2 separate regions of the Mus musculus genome follow, and region 1 is linked to region 2. The links are chromatin contacts, called in public HiChIP or PLAC-seq maps. All regions are on one chromosome and are shown on one strand. Each heading gives the region's core, a stretch centred on a gene start, on an enhancer-like site or on the middle of the called end of the contact. The rest is flanking DNA. Distances are from core to core; before and after follow the strand shown. Region 1 overlaps Ralb (v-ral simian leukemia viral oncogene B). Region 2 has its middle 50 kb from the start of Gm33388.

What was found. HiChIP or PLAC-seq counts read pairs in DNA pulled down with a chosen protein or histone mark.
Region 1: an H3K27ac HiChIP or PLAC-seq map of embryonic stem cells shows a contact between it and region 2, with 5 read pairs. The contact joins two enhancer-like sites. A contact is called at or near these places in 5 of 484 Hi-C or Micro-C datasets (all in embryonic stem cells), 4 of 115 datasets of contacts at active chromatin or transcription factors (all in embryonic stem cells) and 1 of 9 other capture datasets (embryonic stem cells).

What each region holds. Positions count from the first base shown.
Region 1 is chr1:119,494,471-119,501,593 of GRCm38.p6, forward strand. All of the region lies in intron 1 of Ralb (v-ral simian leukemia viral oncogene B), which reads right to left. It also overlaps the pseudogene Gm29454. Among named protein-coding and RNA genes, the nearest start is that of Ralb, 6.8 kb to the right of the region's middle. Within about 2 kb of position 5,166, at least 46 of the 459 cell types and tissues checked have an H3K27ac peak or open chromatin away from gene starts, as enhancers often do. A contact at or near this core is called in embryonic stem cells, where this site is marked.
Region 2 is chr1:119,351,883-119,358,681 of GRCm38.p6, forward strand. No RefSeq gene overlaps it. Among named protein-coding and RNA genes, the nearest start is that of Gm33388, 50 kb to the left of the region's middle. Within about 2 kb of position 5,224, at least 2 of the 459 cell types and tissues checked have an H3K27ac peak or open chromatin away from gene starts, as enhancers often do. A contact at or near this core is called in embryonic stem cells, where this site is marked.

The DNA.
Region 1 (7,123 bases), core at 3,916-6,415, 140 kb after region 2:
ATCATCCATATGGTAGCTAACAACTGTCTGTAACAGGAGGATCCCATGCCCTCTTGTGGCTCCTGCAGACACTGCATGCACATGGTACATAGACATACACCTAGGCAAAACAACCATAAACATAGAAATAAATAATGAGCAAGATTTTAAAACATAAAGAAATTCCTTGCCGGTTACTTTCACTTGTGTGTGTGTGTGTGTGTGTGTGTGTGTGTGTGTGTGTGTGTGTGTGTGTGTGTGTGTGTGTTTAACACTGAGAACATTACTCTCCAAACAAGCAATGGGCATGTGGGTTGGTCCTGGTTTCAGGTCAGCTCTGACTGCTATAATGGCCATGTCTTTTCTCTCCCTGCCAAGGCGGTATACACAGCAAGAGTGAGTGGCTTCCTCTGTCAAGGCCTGGGGCAGGCAGTGCTAGAACAGGCTCTGCCAGGCCAGCACACCCTGAGCATAGCTCTGCCTCTCCTCCTGGGACAGGCAGGAGGATGCTCCACACTCGCCCATGCCTGGGTCTCTCAGCTCAACACTTCATCCACCTCCGCAGAGACTGACCCACCGTCCCCAACCACTAGGGATACCATAGCATTCTTCTATTCTCAGAATGTTCCTCTATGCTTGTCCTTAAAAGACCTCATATTTTAAGCATACAGTGTTGGCCTCCGCAGGCCTGTGGTGACCAGGCCAGACTTGTGTCCTTTCTCTGTCCTCATGGTCACTTCCTGTCTGCTCTTCTTAGTCACTCACCTCACTGTTTCAAAATTCCCATTTGGCTAAGGCCTCGCCTCCCAGGGCCATGCTCTGTCACTGCCAGATCTCCCTGGTCACTTTCCTTATGGACAGAGGACACAAATTCTGCTTCCGACTTCACTGTCCTCAGAAACCACCCTGTTCGAGCAGGTGCGGATCCTCCCCACTGTAACTGCCCAGGCGAGAATGAGAATATTCCAGAAGGGATTCTTGTGTACAATGGATCCATGAAACTGGCCTTTCCCTGGGAATATCATACTGAGAAAAGGAGACAGGAGCCTTGGTGCCAGGCAGAGAGGAGCTCCTTTCTCAGGAAGAGACTTCACACAGTGCTGACAGCCTGCCAAGACCCCCTGCAGGAGAGCTGGCACTGAGACAAGGCTGGGTCAGTGATGGGCAAGAGCACACCTTGACCAGGACCGCTTGGCTATGCACAGCTCTCGCCTTCTGTTTATACCTGAGCCTTATGCCGGGACCCTGACGGGCTTTAAGGGTCATCAGACCTCTTTGCTTGCTCTTCCCAGTGTAGTGCTGTTAGGTAAATCTCTGTCTGCGTTTCACTACAACTGGTCTGTTTCACTGTCCTGTTCAGCCCCGGCTCTGACTCTAGCAGTTCCTAGAGCACTAAGTTTCAGGCCCACCATACCATGAACCTCGCCTGATCCTGGTTCTCCACCCTACCTCTATCCTTTGAGCTCATGTTAGCCAGGGCCAGCGCATTTTGTAAAGCTCTCCCATTAACCTGCTTCCTTGGATTCTTTTTTGTTTTGTTTTGTTTTGTTTGTTTGTTTGTTTTGTTTTGTTTTGTTTCGAGACAGGGTTTCTCTGTATAGCCCTGGCTATCCTGGAACTCACTCTGTAGACCAGGCTGGCCTCGAACTCAGAAATCCGCCTGCCTCTGCCTCTTGAGTGCTGGGATTAAAGGCGTGCACCACCATGCCCGGCGCTTCCTGCACCCTTACAGCTGACTCTGTATATAAGACCCCAGGTTAACAGGAATCAGAGACGGCCTGGCAGCAAGCATGCACTATAACTACCAATCACATGGTATAGAACCGCCTCCTTCCTCTAAATGTGTAAAAAGGGACCTTCGCTCTGCCATGGGGACCTGATCTCACCCAAGGGTCCTGATATGATGCCTCTGGTCTGTCCATCTGTGGCATTAAGGCAACTTATGGAAGAGTTTATCCAGGGTCATGGTGCCAGGGGTTAGAGTCCGTGGCGGGGGTTATGCATGGCAGCAATCGTAGGCATGGTGACGGCAGCAGCGACTGAAAGCTCACAGCTTGAACTACAAGCACAAAGCTAAGAGAGCAAACTGTAAATAGGTAAGTGTTTGGTAACTCAAACGGGTTGCAAAGCTCTCCTCCAGTGACATACTTCCTCCAACAAGACTGTACCCCTTAGACCTCCCCAAACAGCACCACCAACCAGGAACAGTTGTTCAAATACAGCTATGGGGGGGGGCACAATATTCAGACACCACAGCCTCAAACCTGTAATTGTTCCAATCACTCGCTCAAACACCTATTAAGCACCGATCTCAGCACATTTTTTCTGATCTCCTCTGACACTCCCGCTTAGATGACATCTTGCCAGTTCCTCCTGCAAAGACCAACTCTACCCCTCACCCCAACTACCTGTACTAGCATTCTGGCTGGAGAAGGAATTCAAGAGAAAGGAAAATCACATAACCAGTCTCATGTGGCATTTAAAACCACGAACCAGGATCATCAATCGCTCCCCTCCGAGGCTCCGCTGCCCTGCTGCTCCCACTTGACAATGCCCATCCTTCTAGACTGCAGAGCTCATGTTCCCCAGGGCCTATCTCTTCTCTAAGGTTTTCTCCCGGCTGAGGCTCAGGCTGTCACGTTTCTCACTCCTCCACAGTCTCCCTGGGCTGAGCACATCTATCCAAGTGGCTTCCTGTGTCTCCTCAAACTGGAGGACAGAGGCCAGGCCCCTCTGTCTTCCTCACCCCACTGGCTGTCTTGCAGGGATTTCAAATTCAACAGTCCCCAAATAGATCTCTCCACTCTTCGTCCCTCTACCCTAAAGTCTGATCCTTGTTGCCAAGCCTGACATCCTGGGAAGCGCATGGAGGAAGGACAGCTCCTACTTGTGAAAGCTGTCCTGTGAGTGTGCAAGTGTGTACTCACAAACACACACAAGTCAAACAGACAAGCAAATACATAAGTAGTATCCTAGTTAGCTTTAACTACCAATTTAACACAGCTCCGAAGGGAGTCTCCATTGAGGGCTTTGGCCTGCGGACAAGTCTGTAGAGGACTGTCTGCATTGTTATTTGATGTAGGAGGACCCAGCCCACTGTGGACGGCTCCATTCCCAGTGCAGTTGGCCCTGGGTGATCACCAAGCAGTGTGCTCCACGGTTTCTGCTGTACTTCCTTGTCAGTGAGTGCATTCTTTGCTTAAAGACAGAATGGCAAGCCAGCCAGCCTTCCAGTTCATTCTAGAGTCCCTGCCCTTGCTTCCCTCAAAGCTAAACAAACCCTTTCTTCCCCAAGCTACTGTGGTCTAGGTGTTTTATCACAACAATGGAAAGAAATCAGAATGAACGCACTCCTAATCTACCTGCCCCACCCCCACAATAGCAACACAAGCCCCTAGGAGTGCAGACATCACTAGTCAAGCCAGACCAGGTGATCATCCCAGATCCCCTTGTTTCTCCCCAGCTCTACTCACTCTTTCTCCTGGCTCTTATCTCTAATGGACCTTTTCCCTCTACCCATCTTCCATTTTCTCTGCCACAACCAGGTTAGAACAACCAGCCACAGCTGCCAGACCCCTTGTGGCACCTCAGCCACTTCAAGCCACTGTTCACTCTGTTTGTATGTGTGTGTGTGTGTGTGTGTGTGTGTGTGTGTGTGTGTGTGTGTGTGTACACATGGAGGCCAGAGGTCAACATAAGTTATATTCCTCAATTATATTCTGCCTTTTATATTTTTTCCTGAGACAGGGTATCATGGAGCCCAGGCTACCCTTGAACTCTCTCTACAGCTAAGGACAACTGTCAGCTCCTGATGCTCCTTTTGGCTCTACCTCAGATTTGGGGTTATGAGTATGCATCTTCATAACTGATTTTCTGTGATGCTGTGGACGGAGCCCAGGGCTTCAGGCACTCTAGGCAGGCACAGGGTCTCCCACTGGCCTGGAGTTCACTGCTCAGGCTAGATCGGCTGAGCAAGCCCCAGGGGAAGCGCCTGTGTGCACCTCTCCAGCACTGAGATTACAAACTCAAGCTGCCACAGTTCTGTTTTGCTTTGTGTTAGCATGGGTCCGGGGGAACAAGCCTGGGCACTTGTGCTTGCATTCCAAGACCTCACCAATTGAGCCATCTCCCCAGTCCATGTGAACTTTCTACATCAGTAAATGTAGCAGCCCAATGGCTTACCACTGATACCATCTAGCCCCTTTTCTGAACAGGCCCATAAACCTTTGCCCAGTGGCCCTGCCTCTCTCAGCTGCTATGCTCAGCACTTCCTACCTACTGCCTCTCTCTGCAGGGAGGAAGGAAGTCCTGAAGCAAAAGGAAGCAAGGTCCAGTCAAGACTCTGCAGACAGGGCTGCAAATATGGTCAAGCTAGCTGAGTGCTTGCCTCGTGTGCTTAAAGCCTTGGGTTTTGTTCCCCGAACCACACAAAGCTGGTTTGGTACGTACACCTCTGTAATCGCACCCGTGGGACGGGGATACAAGAGAATCAGGGATTGAAGGCTGTCTTCAACTACACACAGAGTTCAAGGACAGTCTTAGCTACATGACACCCAGTCTCAAAGAACAGAAGTAGCAGACTGACTTTGTAGTCATGCAGTAGAGAGAGGCGGAGCCTGTGTGAGGTAAGACCAGAAGAAGGGGGCTGGGAAGATACTACAGTGGATAAAGCACAGGCCGTGCGGTGTGAAGCTCTGGCTTCAGATCCCCAGGACCCATGGAAACAGTGTAGTGATCTCTCTATAATCCCAACAGAAGAGGCAGAGACAGGACAATCCTTGGGACTCACTGGCCAGCCTGTCTAACAGAATGGGCAAGCCTCAGCTTCAATTGGAGACCACATCTCAAATCGGAAGGTGGCCGGGCATAGCGTTTAACATCTTTAATCCAGTATCTGAGAGGCGGAGGCAGGAGGACCTCTGAGAGCGGCAGGCCAGCCTGCTCTATATAATGATGCCTCTGTTTGCACTACCTCAGATTGGGGATTACACAGTGAGACCCTGTCTCAAAAATAAAATTAAAGACTCCTCATCACCATGAATGTCCTGGCAGGTGCTCTCAAGAGCACCAAAAATGCTGAGAAGAGAGGCAAACGCCGGGTCCTCATCAGGCCATGTGTCAAAGCCATCGTTCGGTTCCTAACTGTGATGATGAAGCACGGTCACATGGTGAGTTTGCATCACTGATGATCACAGAGCTGGGAAAATCAATGTGAACCCTCACGGGCAGGTTGAGCAAGTGTAGCGCGATCAGCCCTAGGTTTGATCTGCAACTCAAACACCTAGAGAAATGGCAGAACAATCTGTGTCCACGCTGTCAGTTTGGTTTCCTTGTGCTGACAACCCCAGCTAGCATCAGGGACCACAAAGAAGCGAGACCAAAACACACAGGAGGGAGACCCCTGGGGTCCTTTCTCTAGAGGTGCAAAGCTCAAACAGAAAAGCCTCCGTAGACTATAAAATAAAATAAAATAGAATTAAAATTTAAAAAGTAATTAGGCGGAAGAACAGGTGAGACGGCTCAGCAGAGGAAGGTGAAACCGCCAAGCCTGGCAGCCCAGGTTCTATCTCTGGGAACCACATGGTTGGAGAGAGAGAGTCCATGTTGTCCTCTGAGCTCCACACATGTGTGCATACAATCTCCACACACACGAACTGATAATCATTTTCAGCTGCTCACCATGGAGATCAAAGATCACTTTATCAACATTTTTTTTTTTTTTGCCCACCAACTTGTTTTAGAGTTGATCTAAAAGAATCTCTGTGTTCTATTTGGTTTGGGGAACAGTAAGATTTAAATTTCTAATTTCTAAAGCGACTGCATATTTGGCTGATTAATTCTAGTGTCTAACGACAAAGAACCAGAAGAAAGAACATGAAATTTCAAGTATACCATGGAAGTTTCTAGAACAGCAGGAACCCAAGATGTGTCTTTATCCTCTACAGTACCCACATGCTTTGGAAGGCACCCCAACAAAAACCACCTCAATAGTGTCTAGTCTAAAGAGTGCTTATAAAGAAGCTAGGTAAGGTGGTATACGCCGTTAATCCTATGCTTAAAAGGCAGAGGCAGGTGGATCTCTGTAACTCAGAGGTCAGCCTGGTCTACATAGTGAGTTCCCAGGATAGCCAGGGCTACATGAGAGACCTTTCTCAAAACAAAAACACACAAACAGAAAACCTTTTAAAAGAAAAAAAAAAGTTGGAAGCTAGTCTTGGAGAAGGCCTGTGGCAGTCTGGATGTGACTCAGTTGTGGAATGTGAGGCTAGCACGCATGAAGTCCCGGTTCAATCCTCAGCACTGCCTAAACCACGTATAGAGGTGTGCGCTTGTTATCCCAGCACTGAGTGCGTAGAGGAAGGAGGACCAGAAGCTCACAGGAGTGCAGGGAGCAATGGATTAGTGGTAAGAGAGCTGGTTGCTCTTCCAGAGGACTTGGGTTCGGTTCCCAGCACCCATACAGTGACTCAAATCCACCTCTCTCACCTCAAGGGAACTGGAGGGAACCTCAAGCAAGGGTTCTGACCTCTTCTGACTCCTGCACACATGGGACACATAAACAGACACAGGCACATACATACACATAAAAATACATGTAGAATTAAATTTCAAAAAAAGAAAATTTCTTGCCCATCTAACAGCAGTAGATTAGAAGTAATTGTCAACACATAATTCTCTCTCTCTCTCTCTCTCTCTCTCTCTCACACACACACACACACAAGGGACTCCTGTGCTAGTGAGAAATATAGGGCATGGGTTCTTGTGTTTATTTTGTCTTACTGGAGACCTTCCCAGTTCACAAAGTTCCAATGGAATAGCTCTGCTTGTTATTACGTTTCCAACTGCAGCTTCAGACAAGGTCTCCAATGGTTCCCACGTTCAGAAATGAGATGAATGGGGAAGTTTGGTCACAGACTCCAGAGAGGTTTGCCATGATGGAACAACACAGCACAAACTCCCGGGGTTCAAACTTGTTATGGAGCCTTAAGTCATTGTTCCCAAGGCCTTCAAGTTCCTAAGAACTTCAAGGCAACAGTGACGATATTTCTCTTCCACTCTTTGTGTCTGAGTCGACACAGGCGTGCATGCACATCTGTTTGTGCCGTGGGTGCTCTGCACACGTGTGCACATGCACGGTGAGGCT
Region 2 (6,799 bases), core at 3,974-6,473:
GCCTTGGGGTGTTCCCTTGAGGCTGACAGCCCCTGTTCCCAGACAAAGCCAAAGGGAGCAAGGCAGTATGAGGCCAGGGGCATACTGTGACCCAGCTTTGGCCTAGTGAGGAAAATGTGATTTCACACTAGGCCCACGGCCAAGCATTCATACCCATCCAGGGTCTGCCACTTTGTACTGACTGGTCATGGGGTATCTCCCTCACATACCCTCTGCTCTCCTTTTTCTACCCTGGTGACAAATGAGTCCTAGTCTCTAACTACTCTAGGTCCATATATCAGGTTTCAAGCTACCTTTGGTCCCACAGAAAGGTTGGAGGGTGGAACAGAAGAAGGATAGGCTTAGAGCTAGGTCAAATCTTGTTCAGGCTCTTAGAATAGCATCCCCTCATTCTCGGTCTCCCTCATCTGAAAGTAGTGACTTTGCCATCACAGCAGGGTTATTGGAAGTCTCATAAGTATATGAATGGTATGCAGCTTCTCCTGAGTAGATGTGAACAGATGTCTATCCATCTACCTTGCAGGCCCCTGAGATATATTTAAAAATTGGTTTATTGTTTACCTATTGTCTACTGAGGACAGACCAAAGTAATGATCCCACTCAAGTCCAACTTGGAGAACTTGTAAGTTTGTTGAGTTATATAGCAGGAGGAGCATGCATGACTCAGAGGCAGCTGCATCACTGGAAAGCTTACCCTAGCAGACATAACAGAACAATTGCATCCCTGAAGTTTTCTACATGACTTGAAGGCAACCCTGAGGTTCTAAAGTTTCCATCCCCCAGCAATTGTCACTGTATACATACTGTTAAGAGAGGGCTTTGTGAATCTTGTAAGTTTCAGAAACTTTCTGAGCCTTATGAGTTGTTTACTTATTTATTGAGTCTTGTACGTTTTCTTCCTGAGTCTTCGTGTTCTTCTATTGCATTAATTTATTTATTGTGTGGTGAATGTATGCTCACAAGTGAATGTACATGCTGGCACAGGGGTGACACATGTGCCATAGCATGTAAATGGATGTCAGAAGAGAGCTAACAGAAGTTAGTTTACTTCTTCCACTGTGGGAATCCCATGTATCAAACTCAGTTTATCAGGCATGGCTACACTTTACCCACTGAGATATCTCATTGGCCTACTTCTTGGGTCATGACAGCCTCCCCCTGTTGGAGTATTTCAGTTAGAAACTTCTTTCCTGAGTCCTAAGGAGCATCTGTTCTAGCATGCAGCAGAGCAGTCTGCCCTGCAGCTACCAGTGCCTTACAAACTCTTCAAAACTTACTTTCAAGGGTTCTGGCAGCGTTCAGCAAAGTGGTTCTCCTGTCTTGGGCATAAGAAGCCCTTTATGCCAGTTGTGTGCTCTGAGGGTCTCCAGATGGGCTAGAAGATCCAGAAAGACAGCATTACTCATTTGGCAACAGAAGAGACATTAGCTGTGTTTATTGTAGTTCTTTTATAAATTGTAGAATTCTGAGAAGAAACGTCCCAAGATGGGAAAGATGCTACAGATCTCTTGAAGTCTGGGATGGAGTTTGAACATTATACAATGCCATTTCTAGAACCTTCTATTGATCAAAAAGTAGCCAATTTCTAAGAGGAGAGAAAATAGAATTATCATCATTATGATCATCATCGTCATCATCATTGTCATCATTATTTGTGTGTATTATAGTATGTGTGTGGTATACTTGCATGTGTATTTGCAAGTATTAAATCCACCCATGGGCATAGACCAGAGAAGGACATCAGGTGTCCTAGCCTATCTCTCTCTGCCTTACTTCACTGGGACATGATTTCTTACTGTTAGGCTGGCATCCAGCAAGCTCTACCACTTCTCCATGACTCTGAAGTTACAGTTGTGTGGCTTTATATGCCCAGATTTATATGTGAGTGCTTGGGATTTGAACTCAAATCCTCATGCTTGTGTAGCAAGGGCTCTTACCCACTTTGCCATCTCTCAGCCCCAGCCTCCATCTTTTGATGGGAATAATAGCAAAGACCTTTCATCCACTATTTAGTAGATCATGGTGGATGCTGTGTATGTGTGTGTGTGTATATGTGTGTGTCTGTTTTCATATACATATACAAGTACTAGACTAGCTGTTCAAAGAGTACCAGGAATCCACCTGCCTCCACCACACACACACACACACACACACACACACACACACACACACACACACACGCCAGCACTGAGATTGCAAGTGTGCACCACACTCTGCTTCTTTTAGTGGGTCCTGAGAATCAAACTCAATCCTCAATGCTTCCAAAGCTCGTATGTCACCAACTGACCCATTTCCCCAGTCCAGATGTCATCATTCTTATCCATACACATCTCTGTCCAGGATCCATGGGCTTAATTGGCCAAATTACAACATGACTGAGGATTAAAGACCATTGGTTCACTTGGTTATTGTGATAGAGAGCTTTTAACTTTCAGTTTAACACAACCTAGAATCACCTAGGGAAAATGTTTTTAATGGATGCAACTAAATTGGTTGAGGACTTATATAGATCAGTTTGGCTGTGACCATGTCTATGAAAGAATGTCTTTGCTATCAATTGACATAGGAAGATTCAGCCCACTGTGAAGGGTACCATTCCCTAGGCAAGGAGACCAGAGCAGCATAAAGAGGAGAATACTGGCTGAAATCAAGCAATCAAGCACTTGTTCACTCTCAGATAATTTGTTATTTTGGTTTTTTACATTGGGTCTTACTATATAGTCCTGGCTGGCCTATAACTCTATATAGACCAAAATAGCCTTGAACTCGTAGAGATCTGCCAAGCCCAGTCTGTTATGGGAGGATGGTAGGCCACCCAGTGAACTAGAAAGAGACAGCTTTTGAGTTTCAACCCCAACTCTCACTCAGCATCCAGCCCCAGTGGGTGCTCATGGGCTCTGGGGTAAAGAGGTCAATCCAATCTCATCTTGAACTCCCATCCAGAAACCTCATGGTGGCTCACAGTTGACTGCAACTCCAACTACAGGGAATCTGACACCCTTATCTAGTCTCTGTGGGCCCCAGGCATGTATGTACACAATATAACACACACTCTCTGACAGCTGACCCCACAGTAATCTCTGTTCGTGGCCACTCAGCTGATAGACTGGGGTCTCACAGGAGATCAGGGAGAAGGCTGTTTCCCTGAGAATAGGAACCGTCTTTGGGTGACACAGACCTGGCACACGTACAAGACTCCAGAAATGCAATATGGGAGCTGAAGAGACTTCAGTAGCTCAAAGCCCTTGCTGCTCTTTCAGAGGACCTGAGCTTCATTAGCTGGCTCACAACCACTTTTTGGTCCAGCTTCAGGGGATCCAATGCCCTCTTCTGGCTTCTGCGGGCACTGACACACGTGTGACAGGCACATACAGCCCCACATGCAGACATAAAGAAAAGAAACTTTTTAAAAGTACGTCAGAGTGAAGTTCAGTTCCATTGACGTAGGAAGGCTGCCCTACTCTGTGGGATGGTGAGATGGACGTGACTCCAACGTTCCCAGAGGCCTGGATCTGCCCGGGCCTGAGGCCAGTTTCCGGCCTGACAAGGACAGGGTGGATGCTATGCCGGCTTTGCTACAATCTGTAGATTTTTGTCTCGCTTCCCTGGGGATTGTCCCGAACAACCTGGCCCGTGGTCGGGGGAGGAAAGGGCAACAGTCTCTCTAGTCACCCTCCCTTGGCTTCCCCAGTCTACTGATTGCCTTGGCCACAGTGGTGGGAACCCCTGCAGCCTTGCTCTCCCAGCAGGAGAAAGCACAGCATCTGCCCTCTCCCAGCCCAGCCCCAGCCTTGTTGAAACTGTTGTGGATCTCTGTCTTGGCAGCTGGGATTTCAGGTGTGGACCTGAGGAAAGCGTGTGGAGACTGGGCCTGGAAGGAAGGTCACCTGGAGCTCCTCACTTTAGAAGTGGTGTAACAGGGATGGGAGGGAGCTGGGTGGAATGTACTGGCTAAGATAGGAAACTTAGTGCACCTCGGGAATGTCCCCCAGCTGCGCCATGCACTTGCAGTGTGACCTAGGCACATCATTTCAACTTTCTGGACCTAGTTTTGTATTGGAAAATGAATTTGGTCTCAAGCTTAAAGAGATCATTGGGGAAGAAGGGCTGAGGATGTGGCTCAGTTGGTAGAGTGGTTTCCTGATGCTCACTGGGCCCTAGGTGCAATGGCCAGCACAGCATAAACTAGGTGTAGTATCACACAAATACAATCCCAGCACTCAGGACATAGAGGCAGGAAGATCAGGAGGAGTTCAAGGTCATCTCTAGTTACACAGTGAGTTTGAGGCCGTCCTGGGCTATATTATGTCTTGGCTCAAAATCAAAAAACAGTAAAGAGATTGGGGCTGGGGAAGTAGCTTAGCAATTAAGACTTTATACTAAACTTGCAGAGGACCCAAGTTCAGTTTCCAGGACTGGTGCTGGCAGCTCACCACTGCCTGTAACTCCAGGTCCAGAAGACCTTATATGATACCCTCTTCTGGCATCTGAGAACACCAGCACTCACATATACAAACACATACACACGTAATTAAAAAAACAAAAATAAAATCTCTTTTGAAAAAGCATGCATCAGTAATTATAGTAACCACTAACAACACGATAAAGACTATGAATAAGATTAAGCTAAACAATGTCTACCAAAATATAAAAAATAAAAACTGTCATAGGAAAGTGTCTTTGTTGGGGTTTTACTGCTGTGAACAGACACCATGACCAAGGCAAGTCTTATAAATGACATTTAATTGGGGCTGGCTTACAGGTTCAGAGATTCAATCCATTATCATCAAGGTGAGAGCATGGCAGCATCCAGGCAGGCATGGTACAGGATGAGCTGAGAGTTCTACATCTTCATCTGAAGGCTGCTGGTAGAAGACTCACTTCCAGGCAGCTAGGATGAGGGTCTTAAAGCCCAGACCCACAGTGTCACACCTACTTCAATAAGGCCACTCTTTCTAATAGTGCCACACCCTGGGCCGGGCATATACAAACCATCAGCAAAAGTGTTATAGTTTGCTTTCTGTGGCTATGATAAAATACTATAACAACAACAACAACAACAAAACCCTTGGGGAGGGAAGGATTTACTTAGCTTACACTTTTGTATCATCATCCATCAATGAGAGAAGTCAGGGAAGAAGCTCACAGCAGGAGCCTGGAGGAAGGAGCTGAAGCAGCAGCTTGGATGAGATGGATGAGCACTGTACAGCTTGCTCTTTGGGCTTGCCCCACTGGCTTTCTTATTCACCCAGGACTAGTTGCACAAGGGCAGCACCACCCATTGTTTCCTGAGCCTCCCACATCCATTATTAATCAAGAAAATGCCCTACAGAGTTGCCTACAGCCACTCTAACTGACACGTTGTTTTTTCAGTTAAGTTTTTTTTCCCAGATTACTCTAGCTTGTGTCAAGTTGACAGACAAAAAAAAAAAAAAAAACAGTACAAAGACCCCTTGTCAATTTGACACACCAGTCATCACTATTGAGCCATAATCTTTCCTCTCTTGTTTATCCCCAATATGTCATATTAATATCAATATCACAATATAAAAATAGCATACCTTTAAAAGTCCCATAGTCTTTAAAAATTTAAACATGTTAAAAATCAGTCTCTTTAAAATATTCAGTCTTGGGGCTGGAGAAATGGCTCAGGGTCTAAGAGCACTTGTTGATCTTGCAAAGGTCACCTAAATTTGGCTTCCAGAACCCTTACGGTGGCTCACAGTCATCTGCAACTCCAGCTGCAAGAAATCTGACATCCTTATCGAGTCTCTGTTGGCACCAGGCATGTATACAATATAACATACATGCAGGCAAAACACTCTACACATAAAATAAAATAAATCATATGTACATACATATGTCATACATGTATACATATATATGTATACATATGTGCATACACACATACACATGTAGACATACATATATGCCCATATTCACACATACACACCTATATATACATGTACACATATGCACATATACATATATACATGCACATACACATACATGTATACATGTATGTGTATGTACATGTATGTGTGTGTGATATATATCCTCTTTCAAAGTCTCTTTTAAAGTTTTCTCATCTGTGGACTTCTATAAAAAAGAAGTCATGCACTTTGTTACTATAAGAAGAAGAAACCAGGGCACAGTTACAATCAAATGACAGCAAAACCCAGCTCCAACAACATTGTGGATATCTTAATGTATGATGTCTTGTAGTCATGATCTTCTGGCTCCAGCTCTGCTCTTTGCAACACATAGTTTATCTCATAGCTCAGGCCAACCCCACACCAGGGCTGCTGTTGTCCTTGACGGTCACCCCAGGATGCTGGTGTGACCAACATGCTGAGTTCTCCTCTGGAAATGAGGCTGCTCCACCCCACCACCACCCCCCAACCAATGGCTTCCCCTGTTCTCCTTTCAGAGACTCTGACTCTTACACATGGTGCCAAGCACCAGTGTCTCTCAATGACCCTTTCAGTCCTGGGGTTTCTACTGCAGCTGAGCCTGCACTGTCCCAATGGCTTCTCACAGTGCTAAGCCTCAGCTTCTCTCCATAAGCCCCTCATGACTTCAAAACCAGTACCACCTAGATGACTCTTTATACAATCACCAAATTTGGCTGCCCCCATAAGAATCACCCCTGGCCTCCTCTGGACCATGGCTTCTGAGTGCTGATTCTTAGAAAATACTCCCAGGTTTCACCTCAATAATGCTGGGCTCTTCTTCTTAATCACAGCTGATTTCTCAGCTTCAGCTAACCGGCATCAATTGTTCCCATAGCCAGCATGAG